Regions from separate parts of the Mus musculus genome. Here regions 1 and 3 are each linked to region 2. Evidence: chromatin contacts called from public HiChIP or PLAC-seq and promoter capture Hi-C data. All regions are on one chromosome and are shown on one strand. The core of a region is the stretch at or near the end of the contact, and the rest is flanking DNA. Distances in the headings are between cores, read along the strand shown.

The links. HiChIP or PLAC-seq counts read pairs in DNA pulled down with a chosen protein or histone mark. Capture Hi-C pulls out chosen DNA fragments and counts their contacts.
Region 1: a contact with region 2 is called in an H3K4me3 HiChIP or PLAC-seq map of bone marrow-derived macrophages, with 6 times the contacts expected there. The contact joins the promoter of Bloc1s4 here to the enhancer-like site in region 2. A contact is called at or near these places in 13 of 39 promoter capture datasets (the C10 cell line, the HPC-7 cell line, Sertoli cells and 9 more), 4 of 484 Hi-C or Micro-C datasets (bone marrow-derived macrophages, cardiomyocytes, embryonic fibroblasts and 1 more), 25 of 115 datasets of contacts at active chromatin or transcription factors (the 230-238 cell line, the HPC-7 cell line, the SCID.adh cell line and 18 more) and 4 of 9 other capture datasets (adipose tissue, bone marrow-derived macrophages, liver and 1 more).
Region 3: a promoter capture Hi-C map of adipose tissue shows a contact between it and region 2. The contact joins two enhancer-like sites. A contact is called at or near these places in 1 of 15 datasets of contacts at CTCF or cohesin (the NIH/3T3 cell line), 2 of 484 Hi-C or Micro-C datasets (bone marrow-derived macrophages and embryonic fibroblasts), 17 of 115 datasets of contacts at active chromatin or transcription factors (CD8 T cells, the HPC-7 cell line, the SCID.adh cell line and 13 more) and 5 of 9 other capture datasets (adipose tissue, bone marrow-derived macrophages, embryonic trunk and 2 more).

The regions. Positions count from the first base shown.
Region 1 is chr5:36,747,375-36,750,074 of GRCm38.p6, forward strand. Bloc1s4 (biogenesis of lysosomal organelles complex-1, subunit 4, cappuccino) reads right to left here and starts at 1,305. Exons shown (of 1, transcript NM_133724.3): 1 at 1-1,305. The coding sequence starts at 1,271. The coding sequence ends at 624.
Region 2 is chr5:36,619,464-36,622,163 of GRCm38.p6, forward strand. D5Ertd579e (DNA segment, Chr 5, ERATO Doi 579, expressed) reads right to left here. Exons shown (of 9, transcript NM_001081232.3): 4 at 201-267. Among named protein-coding and RNA genes, the nearest start is that of Tbc1d14, 38 kb to the left of the region's middle. Within about 2 kb of position 1,413, at least 136 of the 459 cell types and tissues checked have an H3K27ac peak or open chromatin away from gene starts, as enhancers often do. A contact at or near this core is called in the 230-238 cell line, CD8 T cells, the HPC-7 cell line and 14 more, where this site is marked.
Region 3 is chr5:36,723,102-36,725,801 of GRCm38.p6, forward strand. It overlaps a transcript of Gm33017 not described here. Among named protein-coding and RNA genes, the nearest start is that of Gm33017, 5.1 kb to the left of the region's middle. Within about 2 kb of position 1,275, at least 62 of the 459 cell types and tissues checked have an H3K27ac peak or open chromatin away from gene starts, as enhancers often do. A contact at or near this core is called in CD8 T cells, the NIH/3T3 cell line, Th17 cells and 3 more, where this site is marked.

The DNA of each region.
Region 1 (2,700 bases), core at 55-2,554, 130 kb after region 2:
TCTGCCAAAGAAATTTAACATTTTAATTGATGTGCTATAAATAGAACACTGACAACCATACATTAATATTCTTGCTTTGATAAACTAAGCTTCCAGTCAAACTGTCAAATACAACTTCAGGACTCCCTGCAACAAAACGCCCAGTTTGCTATCTTAAGAAACTGTCTTCTTTCCTTTGGCTTACAGTCTACACCATAGAAAATTGAATATAATACAAAACAATTTACTATCTATCCCAGAAGGCTACAGAAAACTGAACCACTGTTAGGATTTAATAATACAGCTTTAATTTCTTGGGCACTTTTGATCATATAAATATATAAATCTTAACAAGGAAACACTGTTCACTGTAATAAAGGCCATAAAAATAACAGCTCTGCCGTATTGCACCGATAAATTAATTCAGTTGGCTTCCCCAGGTCCCCACCAAAGAGCTTTCGAATCCGAACTGGAAGACATAGAGACCTACACTCTTGGCATCGAATACTGACGATGTCAAGTCGTTTGCAGAAAATAAACTTTAACCTTTCACATCCCGGCATCACATACGCCAGTTCACAGGATTTCTTAACACTTGGGACAAGAGTCTCGCTGGAGTCCTCATGCGGTGGAGGCGCACACGCTCAGAGCTGCGGTCTGTCACCGCAGCCAGGGAAGTGGTCCTCGGTCCGAAACAGGACTGGCGGCTCGTACGCCGCGCGCTGGGGCCCGCTGGGCGCCGACCTGAAGAGAGCGGGGACGCTGATGGTATGCAGCAGCCTCCGGAAGGCCCGCGGGAAGGTCCCCAGCTCGGCTTCGGCCTTGGCGACCTGCTCCTCCATCCTGGCCACGCTGCTCCCGATCATCCGCACGAAGGCCTCCAGCTTGTCGATCCGGCCGTAGATGCGCCTCATCTCGGCCGCCTTAGCGTGGATCCGGGGCACGCCCTCGCCCACCACATGCGACGAGTCCCCGCGGATCATGTCCAGCATGCCCACGAACTCGTCCACCTTGGCCAGCAGCTCCTCCAGGCTGGCGTCCAGCGCCTCCACCTCTGGCCTCGGTCCCGCGCTGGGCAGCAGGCTGGAGGCGTAGCCCGAGGCGGCGCGGCGCAGCAGCGGCAGGTCGCGGCCCGGCGCGTCCTCGGGGCCGTCATCGTCCCACGGCCCGGACGCGCTGCTGTGGCTCTGCGAGACGTGGCCGCTGTCCCCGCTCCACGCGGCGCCCAACGGCTCGGCCTCCTCGGTAGAGACCTCTCGAGACAGGGTTCCGACGGCGGGTCCTTCCTCCATGGCCCGCTCGGCCGCTTCCGGTGCTGAGCGATTGCGTTACGGTCTGAGATGCCTGCTTCCGGCGCCTCCTAAAGACGTCACGCCCCTAACAAGTAGCCAAGCCTACTATCCACATGCCCAGAGAGCCCGCAGTGCTTCTGGCTGGCTTGTCGGTGCGTTCGTAGTGTGTGCCAGCAGAGTTTGCACAAGTTAGTAATCCAAAGAGGGTGACAGACGATTAGAGGATAGATAGAAAGATGGGTAGATGGCAGATAGATAATAGATGACAAATAGATTAGACCAGTGGCACAGGCCTTTGGTAGCAACACTCAGGAGTCAGAGGCAGACAAATCTCTTAAATTCAAGGCCAGCCTGGCCAGTTTCACGCCACCAAGGGTCCTGTAGTGAGGCTCTGTCTCAGACAGACAGACAGATCAATAGATAATGGAATGATAGGTAGATTGGTGGTAAATTGACAAATGATAGTGTCAGAGAAATACATTGAAGCAGAGCTGAGGCTGTCCATACCGTCACAGCAGGTTACCTCTGTTGCTCCACCTGCCCTGTAGCCAGCCAAGGCTAAATCTCCGTAGATGGAAGGATATTCCAAAGCCCTGTCTAGGAACTGGGGGACTCCAGGTGTTTGAGCTCAAGAATAATACAAAGAACTTCTCATTTTTATTATTAAAGGAAGCAAAATATGAGGTGACATTTATGATTAGTTTTAGCAAATACAAGTACAGAAAATATACCTGGTGTTATCATCTTTGGTCTTGTGAAAAGAGCCAAGAATATCCCTCCTATTTGTCTTTCCCACAGAGATAACGGGGACATGCCAGGGCATTTCCTGCACGTCCTTGCGTATCCTCTTATCACAGTTTATGTAATTCTTTCTAGAAGGCCACCTTGTGGGAAGAACATCCCACACAATGGCCTATCCGTAGTTCACAGTAAGTTCACAGCTCTCTTAGACTTGTTCCCACATCTATCCACTGTGTAGTACCCACCAGCACCCATGTGAGGCTCCAGCCTGCCTCTTTTCCCTTACCAGCGATAGCAAAATAAACTGTAAGCAAAAGCAAGAACAGTGGAACACAAAAGTCAACCTAACGAGTGGTCATCTCAGCCTCCTCACAAAAGAAGTACTCTCACCCAAGCATGGATTCCATCACAATGCTACCAGAAAAACAAACAAACAAACACAAAAACAAGGTAGGAATAAATTCTTAATATTCATAGAAACATCCAAGGTGGCGTCTCTGAGACCCATGCAGTCTGGCAGGTCCTTGGGAAACTTAGGGCCTTATTCTTCAACATTGTCAAGTGAAGACAGGCATAAAGTAGAGATGCCCTTGTCTTGATGGGATTTGTAGTGGGTATTTTGTCCAAATGGCCTGGACCCCATTGTCAGGAGACGTAAACCAGATCCCCAATAGGGAACAGTTAGGAA
Region 2 (2,700 bases), core at 163-2,662:
TAAATGACTGAACCCCCAAGTGAAGCCTTAGAAGGTGCCCACGGACTACAGCCCTCCTCTGGAGCAGGGATTTCCCATGTGGCCACTAAGGACTTCACTGAAGCCTTGTGCAGAGCTGAGGTAATGAGGAATGCTGGCTTGGTGACACACTCTACACTGAGAAGGACCCTGTAGGGCTCTACCTGCCCCAGCCTGCTCACCTTGCTCGCTCTGTAGGTCTTTCAGTCTGCAGCAGAGCTCTTCTACTAAAGTCTCGATCCCAGAGCTCTGTGTGAGAGAGAAGACAGTCAGCTTTCTACCAGGCACAGTAGACAGGCAATTATTTTATGTCACTACGGAGGACCACAAGTTTCCATGTTCCAAAAGGAATATATTATCAATTCTTAAATGAATCCCAGAGTTTAAAAACCGGTAAAGCTAACCTACTGTAAGTATTTTTTCTTTTCTTTTCTTTTTTCTTTTTTGGTTTTTCAATACATGATTTCTCTGTGTAGCCCTGGCTGTCCTGGAACTCAGAAATCCACCTGCTTCTGCCTTTCAAGTGCTGGGATTAAAGGCATGTACCACCACTGCCCAGCTTACCATAAGCATCTTACTAATGAAGGACACTAAGTGGGACTTACTGATACATTGTGGCAATGTGAATGCTCTCCAAGAAAGGCTTCTGTCTTGCTCAACAAGGCCAAAGATCTATGTGTCCATCATTGGACAAAAGTTAGTCACCCACAAAAGCAACCTTAAGATTCTTTATAATCATGGTTTTATACAAATTTAACACAGGGGTTACAAAACCTCCTTAGTCTCTAGAAGATTAGAGCCTAAAGAAAACAAAGTAGGTCCCCCTTCCCTTTCCCTTCCTTGTCTTCTTCTTTTCTTTTCTTTTTTTAAAGTGAACTCTCACAACTCCAGCAGAAAGAGCCATACAGAACACAGGCCAATGCTGAAAGCACACATGGGAGCTCTCGGTTATTTTAAGAGATGGACCCAACCACACAGGGCCCACCAGTGAGGCGGTTCGGCTGGTGGTACAGATACTTGCCACCAAGCAGACAACCAGAATTCAGTGCCCAGTACCAACAAGTGTGCAAGGACAGAACATGTTTCTTAAGTTCCACAGGCATACGGAGAGGGCGTGAAAGGATCTGGTACTGAAGATAAAGTGAGGCAAGCTTCAAAGAAAATTTGCACTTGAAACAGCACAAGTACATATCTTTCACTCATTCTAAATTCTCATTTTTTTCTGCAAGAAAACAGAAAAAATATTGTACAATGGACAGAAGAGTTACAGTGTTTCTTAGAAACTTTGGATTTACTCAGGGACATGCTATGTCTGGGTTGGATTTTGTCTCTTTGAAAGGACACAGCTGGCCAGATGCACACAGAAGAGCCACCCAAGTTCCTGTGCCTCCGCTCTGTGACTCCAAGAGCTAAAAATAAACTTTACCCATTCGCCGAACTCAAAATGACTCAGCAAAGTATGGCAGATATTCTTTTTTTCTTTTTCTTTTTTAAAAAAAGCCCCCTTTACAGAGTTTTGGCTAGAAGAAACAGATTTCAGATAGGAAGGTAAATTGTAAATACCCACAGTTACTCTCTATCTGCAGAATATCCCAGTCTTTAAGAGGGAAAAGAGAAAATAGGTCAGAGGACAGCTGCCTCTTTCTTACAGCTCTAAAAAACAGGCAGACAATTGTTCAACAGTGGTAGACTGCACAATCCCATCACTGAAGTCTGCTTACCATAACGGTCAAGGTGTAATGAGGCCCGCAATTATAATCCACTTCTCCAGGATACAGAAACTAACACGGGTGTCAGCTGACACGCCACACGCTGTCTTGTACAACAAGCCTATGTCACTGCTTGCAAACCTGGGGCTATCTCCAGTGCAGAACATGGAACCTCTGGGGACTGCTTACCAAACTCCTTCCAACCTCTAAAATAGGCTACTATTTTTCAGGCCTGCAGAATGGCCATGACAACCTGTGAGCAGGGTACTCATATTATCTTTTAGTTAGTATAAACTACACAGACACACAACTAGTACATATAAAAGCAATATATATACAAACAATAAACAATATATTATCATTCATTCAAAGAGCATATGTATATGTCCATATGTATATATCTTTATATATAAAAATGCCTATGTTTTCAAATACAAGCAGCATTAAGAAACAGTGCTTTACTCCTTCCTTTGTGTAAATCAAGCTTTACTGATCAGGTTTCTGTTTTCTTTCCTTAGCTAATGTGTTTTTTTTTTACCTGCATGTGTGTATGCACCCCCCCTCCCCCCCCCACACACAAGAGAAACACATACCACCAATACCACACACATTTTTTAAAAAAACAGTACTGGAGACTGAACCTACTCTAGTTATTATTTTTAATAATCATTAGGTCATCACGGTATCCTAATAGCAAACTGAGAAGCATAAAGTCATCCGTCATACTATCATATGCTGGCAAGTATTCTAGAGTTCATTTAAAACTAAGAAATTTCATTTCCATTTCTACCTATACTGCCATAGTCTATCACATCCATAGGTTTGCTGGAAAATACTTATCTAAAGGCGTCTTAAGAAGGGACAAAGGATAAAGCGTACTATGTTCTAGAAAGCCCACAGGAACACCTGTGGGAACAAGATGCGGTGACTCTGCTGTGGTACCCTGCCTGGCCTCTCTTCACTGTACCAACTC
Region 3 (2,700 bases), core at 25-2,524, 100 kb after region 2:
CAGGGAGACAGTGACAGACACTGTGAGCCCTTAAGCCAGAAAAAGCTGGCAGCTAGAAGGGGGAGGGGCCCTGGAAGAGGGGAGACTAAGAGTCATTGTTCTCTTCTGTTCCATTGATAGAAGAACCGAGTTTGTCTCAGAGGTTAGTTGATTTTAAATTATGATGTGCTTATATGAGCAGTACACATGTGTGGTGGAAACACTCCAGAAAACTGAACACTTCCCATTGAGAACCCTCCTTCCCTGCCATTCCCAGGAGGACTTGGTGGCTCTTCACAAGCTCTCAGTGTGAGCTTCAGGAAGCATCTGCGAGTATGGAAGCTCACGTGTGCAATCAAAGGCTTGGGGTCCGTGACATTGTGGCTGCCTGCTGAGTGGTCGCACTGCGCTCGTTCCCTGACCTGTGACCTGTAGTGAGAATTTTGGCTTCTTTAAAAAACACAGAACTATTATAAGAATGCGGTTTTTGTTTTAATCCCAGGTGTGGAATGCGAGGCTCCTTCCAATCGTCCCACAGTAGCTGACTGTGGTTTGCCTCATGCTCTGGCAGAGGTGGGATTTTGCCAGCTGCAGATAGTTTCTGCAAGTGTGTGATGTTTGGAATTCTGGGGGCTCTTTAGAGGGTAAATACTTGGGTCCCAAGAGCTGGGAAACTGTTGATTGGTAGCAGAATGCCGTTGGTTTCTGTTGGTCACAGTTTGCTAAGTAGTTGTAAGCAAAGAAAAAGAAAGAAGAAATCAGATATCCGGATGGCAAAGATCAAACTTGCCCCCAAGGAACTTGATGCCCTTAGTTAACAGGAAGTGTTCTAATGATATTGTGGACTCTTTCTTCTCTTATCCTTTTTTTCTCTCCTACGTAATGTTAGGGGATTGAAAGGGAAGAAGTAAAGGGATGGAGAAGGGTGGGAGAAAGAAGAACCCACAAAGTAGCCAGAAGAACAGCTACAGTGACCTCAGACATATCTTAATCCAGGTGACCTCTGAAGATATGCGAGAGCTGCCAAGGAAGAAGGAGGTGAGAGTATCAGTCCCTGGTACCCTTTCCCAACATGCCCAGCTCCCCACGACTCCGAGTTCCTTTGTGCCCTCTCCACCTTCCTATGGTTGTTACATGTGCTTTTAGCTGTGGAAACAGAGGCTCACAGGGCAGAGTTAGCATTGGATGCTATGTAGCCACCCAAGGCCATTCTGTGCTGTGTCCACAGGACTCTGGAGCCTGGAGGAGGAGGCTGTGCTGAGTCCTGGTTTCTAGAGGTGTGCAGGCAGGATTAACCATAGCCCAGGAAGGCGGGAGGCAGATGTAGAAATCAGAGGCCAAAGAACCACCCACCCTCTGCCCTTGGGACTCTGGCAGCGACTCTGAACTGTGTAATACCAGCCCCTGCCCACGCAGCTGCTGAGATGAGTGGCCGTGCGTGCACCTTTGACCTGGTGATCTTTAACTTGGTGACTCAGCCTGGGAGCTGGAGCACCGTGATGAACACGCTGACAGATTGAAGCCTGCCTTTGTGACAAGTCTTTTTATACATTGAAATTTAGCTGGCCATGGAAGTACACATGTGTAATCCCAGTACTCAAGAGGTAGAGGCAGGATTCATCCCATAATCAGCCACCAAAACCAGACACTATTGCATATGCCAGAAAGATTTTGCTGAAGGGACCCTGTTATAGCTGTCTCATATGAGGCTATGCCAGTGCCTGGCAAATACAGAAGTGGATGCTCACAGTCACCTATAAGATGGAACACAGGGCCCCCAATGGAGAAGCTAGAGAAAGCACCCAAGGAGCTGAAGGGGTCTGCAACCCTATAAGTGGAACAACAATATGAACTAACCAGTACCCCCAGAGCTCGAATCTCTAGCTGCATATGTAGCAGAAGATGGCCTAGTTGGCCATCACTGGGAAGAGAAGCCTCTTGGTATTACGAACTTTATATGCCCCAGTACAGGGGAATGCCAGAGCCAAGAAGCAGGAGTGGGTGGGTAGGAGAGTAGGGCAGAGGGAGGGTATAGGGAACTTTCGGGATAGCATTTGAAATGTATATAAAGAAAATATCGGGGCTGGAGAGATGGCTCAGCGGTTAAGTACACTGACTGATCTTCTGAAGGTCCTGAGTTCAAATCCCAGCAACCACATGGTGGCTCACAATCACCTGTAATGAGATCTGACGCCCTCTTTTGGTGTGTCTGAAGATAGCAACAGTATACTTAGATATAATAATAAATAAATCTTAAAAAAAGAAAATATCTAATAAAAAAGTAAATAAGTAAGTAAGTAAATAAATAAATAAATAGAAAGAGACACTCCGTAACATAACATAAAGCATAGTAGTTTAATAAATAAATTGTAAAAGGAGAGAGAGGGGGGTAGGAAGATCACTGTGAGTTCTATACTAGCCTGGGGTATGTATTGAAACTCATTTGCTATCATTGTTTAAATTGAGGTAAAATTCACACCACAGATATTTAGCTATTTAAAGTGTCAGTTCTGTGGCATTTATCCACCTACAGCAAGCACTGCATAACTGTCACCTCTGTGTAGTTCTATATGTCCTGCTCTCCAAGACCTCACCCCCCTTCCTTCCTTCCTTCCTTCCTTCCTTCCTTCCTTCCTTCCTTCCTTCCTTCCTTCCTTCCTTCCTTCCTCCTCCTCCTCCTCCTCCTCCTTCTTCTTCTTCCTCTCTCTCTCTCTCTCTCTC